2 separate regions of the Mus musculus genome follow, and region 1 is linked to region 2. A link is a contact called in public HiChIP or PLAC-seq data. All regions are on one chromosome and are shown on one strand. The core of a region is the stretch at or near the end of the contact, and the rest is flanking DNA. Distances in the headings are between cores, read along the strand shown.

The links. HiChIP or PLAC-seq counts read pairs in DNA pulled down with a chosen protein or histone mark.
Region 1: a contact with region 2 is called in an H3K27ac HiChIP or PLAC-seq map of microglia, with 4 times the contacts expected there. The contact joins two enhancer-like sites. A contact is called at or near these places in 1 of 39 promoter capture datasets (second pharyngeal arch cranial neural crest), 2 of 484 Hi-C or Micro-C datasets (cerebellum and erythroblasts) and 2 of 115 datasets of contacts at active chromatin or transcription factors (bone marrow-derived dendritic cells and microglia).

Annotation. Positions count from the first base shown.
Region 1 is chr16:26,346,584-26,350,675 of GRCm38.p6, reverse strand. No RefSeq gene overlaps it. Among named protein-coding and RNA genes, the nearest start is that of Cldn1, 23 kb to the left of the region's middle. Within about 2 kb of position 2,070, at least 31 of the 459 cell types and tissues checked have an H3K27ac peak or open chromatin away from gene starts, as enhancers often do. A contact at or near this core is called in microglia, where this site is marked.
Region 2 is chr16:25,957,382-25,961,807 of GRCm38.p6, reverse strand. It overlaps P3h2 (prolyl 3-hydroxylase 2), which reads left to right. Exons shown (of 15, transcript NM_173379.3): 15 at 1,358-2,524. The coding sequence ends at 1,450. Among named protein-coding and RNA genes, the nearest start is that of P3h2, 150 kb to the left of the region's middle. Within about 2 kb of position 2,932, at least 67 of the 459 cell types and tissues checked have an H3K27ac peak or open chromatin away from gene starts, as enhancers often do. A contact at or near this core is called in microglia, where this site is marked.

The DNA.
Region 1 (4,092 bases), core at 821-3,320, 390 kb before region 2:
GTATGCAGCAAAAGTCTGTATGAGAGTGACCTTAGATCTTATAACTGAAGCTCCATCATGCCTGTATGGGGTCTCCCAGGCTTTCTGTGTATTATGTATTAGAAGATGATTTAAAGAATCCAGGTTCTTCCTTACCTTCAGAGATGACCTCATTTGAGTCTGTTCCTATTTTTGCTTTGTTTTGTTTTGTTTTGAGTAGGCCTTTCCCTCTCCCTCTCCCTCTCCCTCTCCCTCTCCCTCTCCCTCTCCCTCTCCCTCTTTCTCTCTTCCATCTCTCCCTCTCTCCCTCTCTCCCTCTCCCCTTCTCCCTCCCTCCCTCTCCCTCTCCCCCTCTCCCTCCTCCCCCCTCCTCCCTCTCCCCTCCCCCTCCTCCCTCCCCCCTCCCCTTCCCTCTCCCTCTTTGATGACTTATTTATTTTATTTTTTGCTCATTTGTGTTCTTCTTACATGCATGTCTCTGGGATGGCATCAGATCCCCTGGAACTGGAAGTACAGATAGCTGTGAGCTGCCATATAGGTGCTAGGAATTGAACCCTGGTCCTTCAGAAAAAGAACCATGCTCTTAACTGCTCAGCCACTCTTCAGCCCCTGCCTTTCTCTTTTAATCCAGTAACTTCTAAGCAAAGAACGATTACTTTCTTAATAGCTATCTTAATAAGAGATCTAGAATGTGATTTCATTAGTTCAACCTGGTTATATGTTTATACTAACATAATCAATACTCATTAACTTATTACTAATCATTATTTTATATCTACTAAGTGACAAAATTTGTCTAGACATGTTACAATAAGAACTAAAATTAAAAAATTGAAGTCCCTTGTTTATAAAATCTTCATTCTCATGGGACAATCAGGCCTTGGGACAATCACATACTCTTGCATGTGACTAAAAAATACTCTTTTTTTATGCTTATCATATTACACAGATAAAGAAAGCAGGGGGATGGAGTAGAGTGTACCAAAGGCATATTTTGTATGATCAGCCTTTGCTGATACACAAAGTTTGGGATTCTCTTGGGAGGAACAAGGCAAATTTAGGAGACTTGCTTGCTTCTCAGGGTGGATAGCAGCTGTCATAGGAGACAGGAAGAGATGTACAACCCAAGAATAGGGAGGGAAATACCAACAGATCTTATTTTAACTCAGTTGGAAATACAGAGACTAGGTATCAGCAGGGTATTGAAAGGATCACCTAAGCTAAATCTACAAAGGTTGCCATTGTTGTCACATAGACAAAAGGCTGTGGGAGCTAAGACTGAAAGGGTAAGGTCCCCTGAGAATTGTTCTAATGGCCCAGGTGAGGCATGTCATGATTCCACAGAGCTGCCAAAGAGAAATGGTCAGATTCGAAAGATTCTGAAGACAGAGTCAACAGCATCTGCTGATGGGGTAAATGTCCTTCAGAAAGAAGAACAAAAGTCAGATGACTCTAATTGCAATGAAGTAAAGGGGTAAAACTGTGTGATGATTCACGAGGACACTGTTCCCCTACCTGGCACATGGTAAAGATTTCTGTAGTTCTGCTAGGAATAAGAGATAGACTAATGCTCTTGGCTCAGAGCTGAGGGTGGGTGGTAGAGGTACAATCCCAACCACACTCACAAAAGTGAAGTAGGTAGGGTATCTCAGACAAACCACAGGGTGCTGCTATTGAAAGAGGAAGCAGACACTAGACACACAAGATTGCAGAAGTGGTCTAGCAAAACCTTTCTGAAGCTTCCCTTCAGTTCTGTAAGTACTGGTCTTCAGAGATAACTGAAACAAGGAGTCTGCCAATGTAGCCAGGTAGTACACTTGTGGGGTGGGATTAGCAAGACCAAGGTCACCCTCAGCTACATGGCAAATTCAACCAAATCTGGATTTTATGAGACCTTTTCTTTAAAAAATAAACAAATAAAAAAAACCCTGTGCAAGTTATTCACTCAATGTTTTAACCATCGGGCCTAGAAAGTATTTAAATGTAGTTATCTCCAGGTATAAAAACAAGCCTGACTTTCAATCAAACACTTTTTTGGGATTACTGTCCCTAGTTACAGAATTGCTGTTAAATATTAACAAGAGTGTGGAGGGAGAGTCAGGGAATGAGTTGAGAGTCTTCAGTTATTTTTTGTCAGTGACCAAATATCTCTATCTCTCTCTCTCTCTCTCTCTCTCTCTCTCTCTCTCTCTCTCTCTCTCTCTCTCTCTCTCTCCCTCCCTCCCTCCCTCCCTCCCTCCCTCTCTCAGCTGGCCTGTGGCATTCCTTGTTTTGGAGTGTGCTCAGCAGCTTATTCTGTCTGGAATTTCCTTTCTTATATCAATCTCTGCATCTGCAAGCTTTGTAAGATGTGATTCTAGCACCAGAAGCTCTTTGTTTGTTTCCCTTAATATTCCATACATAGCAGAGATTCCTTAAGGGGATTCACATGTGCTTGTCAAGGATCCAGTTCTTTAAATCTACTTCCTTTATTACAGCATGTTCAATGTCAGCATACACCCAAGTAAATCCTTTTATTTGTCTAGTTCTTAAAAAATTAAAGGCATGATTTTTAAATTTTTAACGTTTTTATTAATTCTTTGAGAATTTCATACAATGTATTTTGGTCCCATTCATTCCCCATAACTCTTTCCAGATCTATACCAACCATCCCTACTTTGTGTCCTTCTAAATTCTTTTAAACAACAACTACTTTTCCCCTCATTTAATTGCATTCAATTGTTTTCTGCTATATACTCCTGGGGTGTTGGCCCTGACCATGTTGGACCAGGAGCCACATCTTTAAAGAAAATTGACTCATTTTTCTTCAAAACAAACCATCAACTGCCCAGAGTCCCTCTGTTAGGAGTTGGGGCCCATGATCCCCTCCCATTCCATGTTTATAGGCTTGATCTTCTGTAACTCTCATACAAACAACTTGTCCTAGATCTTCTTTCTATTGCTGTGCTGAAACACCATAACCAAAAGGAAGTCATACAGAAAAGGATACACTTGTACAACATCACTGAAGGAAGCCAGGATTGGAACTCTACTAAAACAGAAATCTGCTGCAGTCAGGAACTGGTGCAGAGACCATGGAGGAGTGATGCTTACTGGCTTACTCTTTATTCCTTGTTCATTCTGTTTTCTCATAGAATTCAAAACCACTAGCCCAGGGATGACACTACCCACTATGGGCTGGACACACCCCCATTGATCACTAAATAAGAAAATACCCTTGAGTCTTGCCTGTTGCCTGATATTATGGAGGCATTTTCTCAACTGAGGCTCCCTTCTCTCAGATGACTCTAGCTTGAGTCAAGTTGACATAAAGCTATCTAGCATGCAACCATGAATGCTGTAAGTCCATGAAAACAATCGGTGGCCCTGCCATGACCAGAAAGCACCATTTGGCTCCAGCCCTCCCTTACCTCTTTCTGATCTTTCTGCTGTCTCTTCTGTGACATTCCCTGAACCTCGAGGGCGATGGCATGATATTAACATTCCACTTCTGGCTGATTACTCTGCTGATACTTATTCTATGCACATTGATCAGTTGGGAATTTCTCCATCAACTCTTATCTAATCCAGAAGGAACCTTTTCCAATGGGATCTCAGAGCTGTGCTAATCTATGAGGGATACAAATTTAGAGGGCATATTGACACTATGTCCATTTAGGAGAATAATAGTGGTAGGTTCACTCTGGGCATTGTCAGCTCTCCAACCATGTGTTCCTGACCAGATTTACAGTGCCAGGCAAATGTTAAGAGGACCTAATATCTGATCAGAAAGCCATGAATTTTTCACAGTAACATCTGTGTTGCTATTGTAACCCATATCTTAAGTGGGTTTCAATAGCAATCTTAAGTTGTAACTTGGATGTGTAAGATTATTGATGACCATCGCTCTTACAACAGCTTACATAGCATCTTTCATTATTGTGAAAGATAGCCAGCAGCAAGTACAAACTTTATTCCTCCAACATCAAGAGGACACGTTTAGAAGAAAATGAACAAGGAGAAATTGGTAACCCAGGGAACTACTATTCACATCTGAGATTTAGTTTCTTTTAGAGTAAAATTGGTTTACAAAGTCAGTTTCCATGGAGCTATTTATAACCCTTTGCTTTGATT
Region 2 (4,426 bases), core at 1,683-4,182:
ACAAACAAACAAACAAACAAAAAACTGAAAACACAGCCCACAGAATGAAGGCCAAAGTAGCCAGAACGGCGTGTTTTCTAAAAGGAGCGTTGAATGTAAGGGTGAGAAGGAGCCAGGGGCAGTGTTTCACACTTCATATTAGGCTGGTGGACTTTTTTCTAGCTGCTAAGAAGCCATTGTGGCCATCCTTCGCTCCTCACACCCTTGTAAGCTCCCCTAGTCGTAGGGGATGACTACACGGAAAAGATGACATTAGCCAACATGTCGACTTAGATTAGAGGAGTACCACAGGTCACAAGGGTTTAACTTCAAGGGGAGGTTGCCTTGGAAGTTTAAGAAGACCTGCTGTCTCTATGCTGCACTGGTACAGGGGTAAAAGAAAACACAGACTATACTGGGAGTCTTCGGGGGGAAGGGGTGTATTTCAAACCAGGGCTGGGAAGCTATTTTGAGAATGAATACTCAGAGACTTTGAGGTAACCAAAAGTTTTAGTATAAGGTGGGCAACAGAGGGGCAGCACACAATATAACTGAGGAAGAAAAAACAATATTAAAAATCTGAAAGCTCACCAAGTAAACAGAACCAGGAACCAACAGAAGAATGGTGAGTGCCATGTGGAACAGTGTTGCAGTTAGACTTAAGGGAGATTGTCTACCAGGAGCCTGAACAAGGAGGGAAATTTGTTTGGAACCTTCTAGAATACCCAGTGAGAAGAATCTGAATGAGTTACTCTTAAGATGTAGCGCTTAGCTATTTAGAGGACCTTTCACAATGTCCAGACACAGTTTTAGTTCCCACAATGTGGAGACATCTTCTAGACCAGGGATGTTAACATTAGCAGTATACAGGAAAGTTTCTCTGTCTCTGTCTCTGTCTCTCTCTTTCTCTCTCTCTCTGTCTCTGTCTTTGTTCCCTCAAATGTCAGTAGTACCATGTCTGAGAAACTCTGTCCTTCATTCTCCATTAAAAAGACAGGGACAGACACAGGACACAGAAAGACAGGGCCAAAAACCTTATCAAGTGTGGGAGATCAGGACCAGGCTTTTCTGGCAAAAGGTGAGTATTCTTTTCTGAGAGACACTGAGCTAAGTAAGAGATGATGATGCCTGGGAGACAGAAAGGGTAGGAAGCCAATGAATAGATGAAACATCTTCTGTAAGAGCCATCTCGGAAAGTAATTGCATAGAATGTGGGGATGTGTGAAGAGCGTACCGGTTTGGCTGAAGTAGGCTTATCCCTGTCTGGGTGTTGCACCAATCTGTGCACAGATGGCTGGCTGGAAATGTTGGGGAAGCATCTGCTGCCCGGGCTGGTTATTACACTTGTACCAGAAATGTGTCAATTGTCTTTTTGCAGGAGCGGATACAGGCAGATGAAGTGATTGCCATCTTGGATCAAGAACAGCGCGGGAAGCATGGACTGAATATTAACCCCAAAGATGAGCTATAGAAAAGAGAGTGCTCTATTGAATATTTATTTAAATAGATGATCTTATGAGAACCTTTTTATTTTTGTACAGAGCCGTAGTATAAATTAACAGGATACTAAGAGTCGTTAGATTTCTCCCCCTGTTCCCAACTTCGCTTCATTTGCTTTCTTCTGGTCTTCATTGTTTTGCTTCAGTTCATCATTCAGAGCCCATTCACACCCTCAAGCACACACCGCACTGAGTCACAACACCCACACTCTTCATGTCACACCAGTAAACATGCAACAGAATTTACACTACAGAAGTGCACACAGGCCATGTACACATGGCACAAACTCCCAAATACGCCACACATACATAAGACAAACATAAACATACAGAAACACATACCACCCAGATACACAAACACTACATGGCACACACACACACACACACACACACACACACACACACACACACACACACACAGTTACTTTGCAGCATATTCAGAATATCAACATGATCAGCCTGCACTCAGCACCCCACAGCTAGAGTGTGCCCCGAGGTCTAAAGATAGGATGTGAATTGGTCTCAGGCTTCTATGGTTTGCTGCCTTTCCCCCATCACCTTTCATGGTTCCATTGGCTGAGAGTTCAGACTCTTCACAGCAAGTTTGCCTTGTGTCTACAGGAGCTCCCAGGACACAGTCTGCCAAGTCCCAAGAATCACAGAGAACAGCATCTTTCAGGCTTGAGGAAGCCACCACTGGATTAAGGACTATGGCACGGGGTCCCCTTGGGTAGAATGTTAGGACTGGTGTTTTCAAATGAAGTTCTGATTCCCCTCCACAGTGCTCTGTAAGAGGGGACACCTAAACAGGGGTTCCAGCAGTGTAGGTTCACCCCCAGTGGTGATGGAAGAATGAATACCTTAAATTGCCCTGCCCTAGGCACTATTGCTGCTGGAGAGGGGCTCCTGCTGGTATAAATTCAGAGCTGTTTCTCACAGGCTGCACCTCAATGGCTTCTGTTGGGCAGCCTCCTCTTCCTGCTGCTGTCAGCTCACACAGGCATGCTGTGTCTGAAGTGTTTAATAAAGGGATCCTTGTTACAGAACTTGTCTTCCGATGCACACCTATTTTATCTTCCAATGATGTTTTTGTAACTATCTGGGACAACCCAGGAACACATGGACCATGACAACTCTGCCAGCAGACAGTGGTCTGCAAGAAAGTGGGTAACTTGCTTTGGAGGGAACAAGACTGGCTAGCGAGCTGGAGTGTTAATTCAGAGAACTCAAAGACTTCGGGGTTCACTGCAAAGGCTCTGCTCTCAGACCACACCCACTGTTGCAATGTGCTCCAGTAAAGGGGGAGGTTCACTTTCTGCCACTTGTGATCTGGTTAGGGCTAAGAAGACTTTGCTCGGTGGAACTGAGAAATTCAACTTCAGTGCTGTGTGCTGTTGGCCTACCACTGCCAAACCAGAATTCAGGATGTATCTCTGCCGTGGAAGACTGGGCAAAGCTCTCAATTCCCGGGTGACCTAAAGCAACTAACTCGCTTCCTCTTTCTGGACTCCAGTTCCTCTTCTGAAAATGGTGTCATTCATTATAATTGTTTCCAAAACCCTATGCCTTCCTCAAGATTCAAACTGAACATAAACCAATAGCAAGACTAATATTAGAAATATTAAAAAATACAAGCAAGTTTTTTTCTGCTAACATCTGAGAGTGGCAAGTGACGTCACCACAGGGCTACTACAGGGCTATGAAACTTTTACCCCGACTTTAGGGTTGACAGTTCGTGATATGTGAAGCAGTTAATTTGTTTGCTCTTCACTGCAAAGCACTTGCTGGCACAAAAACTCCATGATAGACAGATCTGGGCAAGGATCTAATTTCTGTTTTCTGGTTACAAGACATCAACAAAGAAATCAGACCTTGGCTCTGCACAGTTCTTGTTTCCTGGGTGCGCTCGTGCCCTGGGAGAGGCAGCAGCTTCAGCACAGAATGTGCCATCCAGCCCATAGAAAGTGGGTAAGCGCCTCAGTAGATGCCGCCACTGTTGTGTGCGATCCCATCGTGTGTCACGCTGACAGCAGGGAGTGGTTGTTCCCGTTCTGCTGGTTGGCCATGTTGCTTTACACCTGGAACATCGAAGATCTACTAAAGCATTCATTTTTTTAATCTGCTCCACATCAAACCATGCATAATTTCATTCAAATATTTAGGGAGTGCCATCGAATGACTTAGGAAAGCCAAACTCAGAAATTAGAGTCTATATGTTAAATAGTCCTGTTTGCAAATAAGTGGAAAATCCCATTCGAATATTTGTAGTTATAAGGGCTGAAGAAAGCCAAAGAGATTACAATCCAGTTGCCTCTTTCACTTTGGGCAAAAACTGAGGCTCCGACATGATGCTGTGATGACTGAGTTAGAGCAGACAGGAGTAGGACTGAAGCCACCGCTGTTGGAATAGGGGATGCAAGAATGCCTTGCCTGTGAGGCTGAAATCTAGATGCAGGGCTCCCTCTACCTAGAGAATTTGTACGTTTACCTCTTTGGCCAAAGATGGAACTTGCCTCTCTCATCCATGCCTCTGCAGGTCTAGATCCTTCCACCAGGGCCACCTTTTCCCTTGTTTACACACATGGACCCTAAGCTCACAGCAGAGTAAATAACAAAGTCTTACTTTTTTATCACTTAAGGACCATTTGTCCTTTCCTTTTTCAAAGTTCTATATTTCAAAGGCTGGTTTTCATCATCATAATACTGTATCGAACAGATATAACACTAAATATGGTCTTTCCTGGAGAATGCACATATGTTCTAAGCATGGGATACAATGCCCATTTAACAGTGGAAGACAAAGAGAGCCATGAACACTGTAATGACTGCCTGTAGACACTTCCTTGACTTAAGAGCATGGAGCCAGAGGAAGAAGCAAGATCTTACCAGAGAAAAGCAAAACCATCTGAGAACTGTTGCTCTCTACACCATCTGCCCAGGCCTAACTA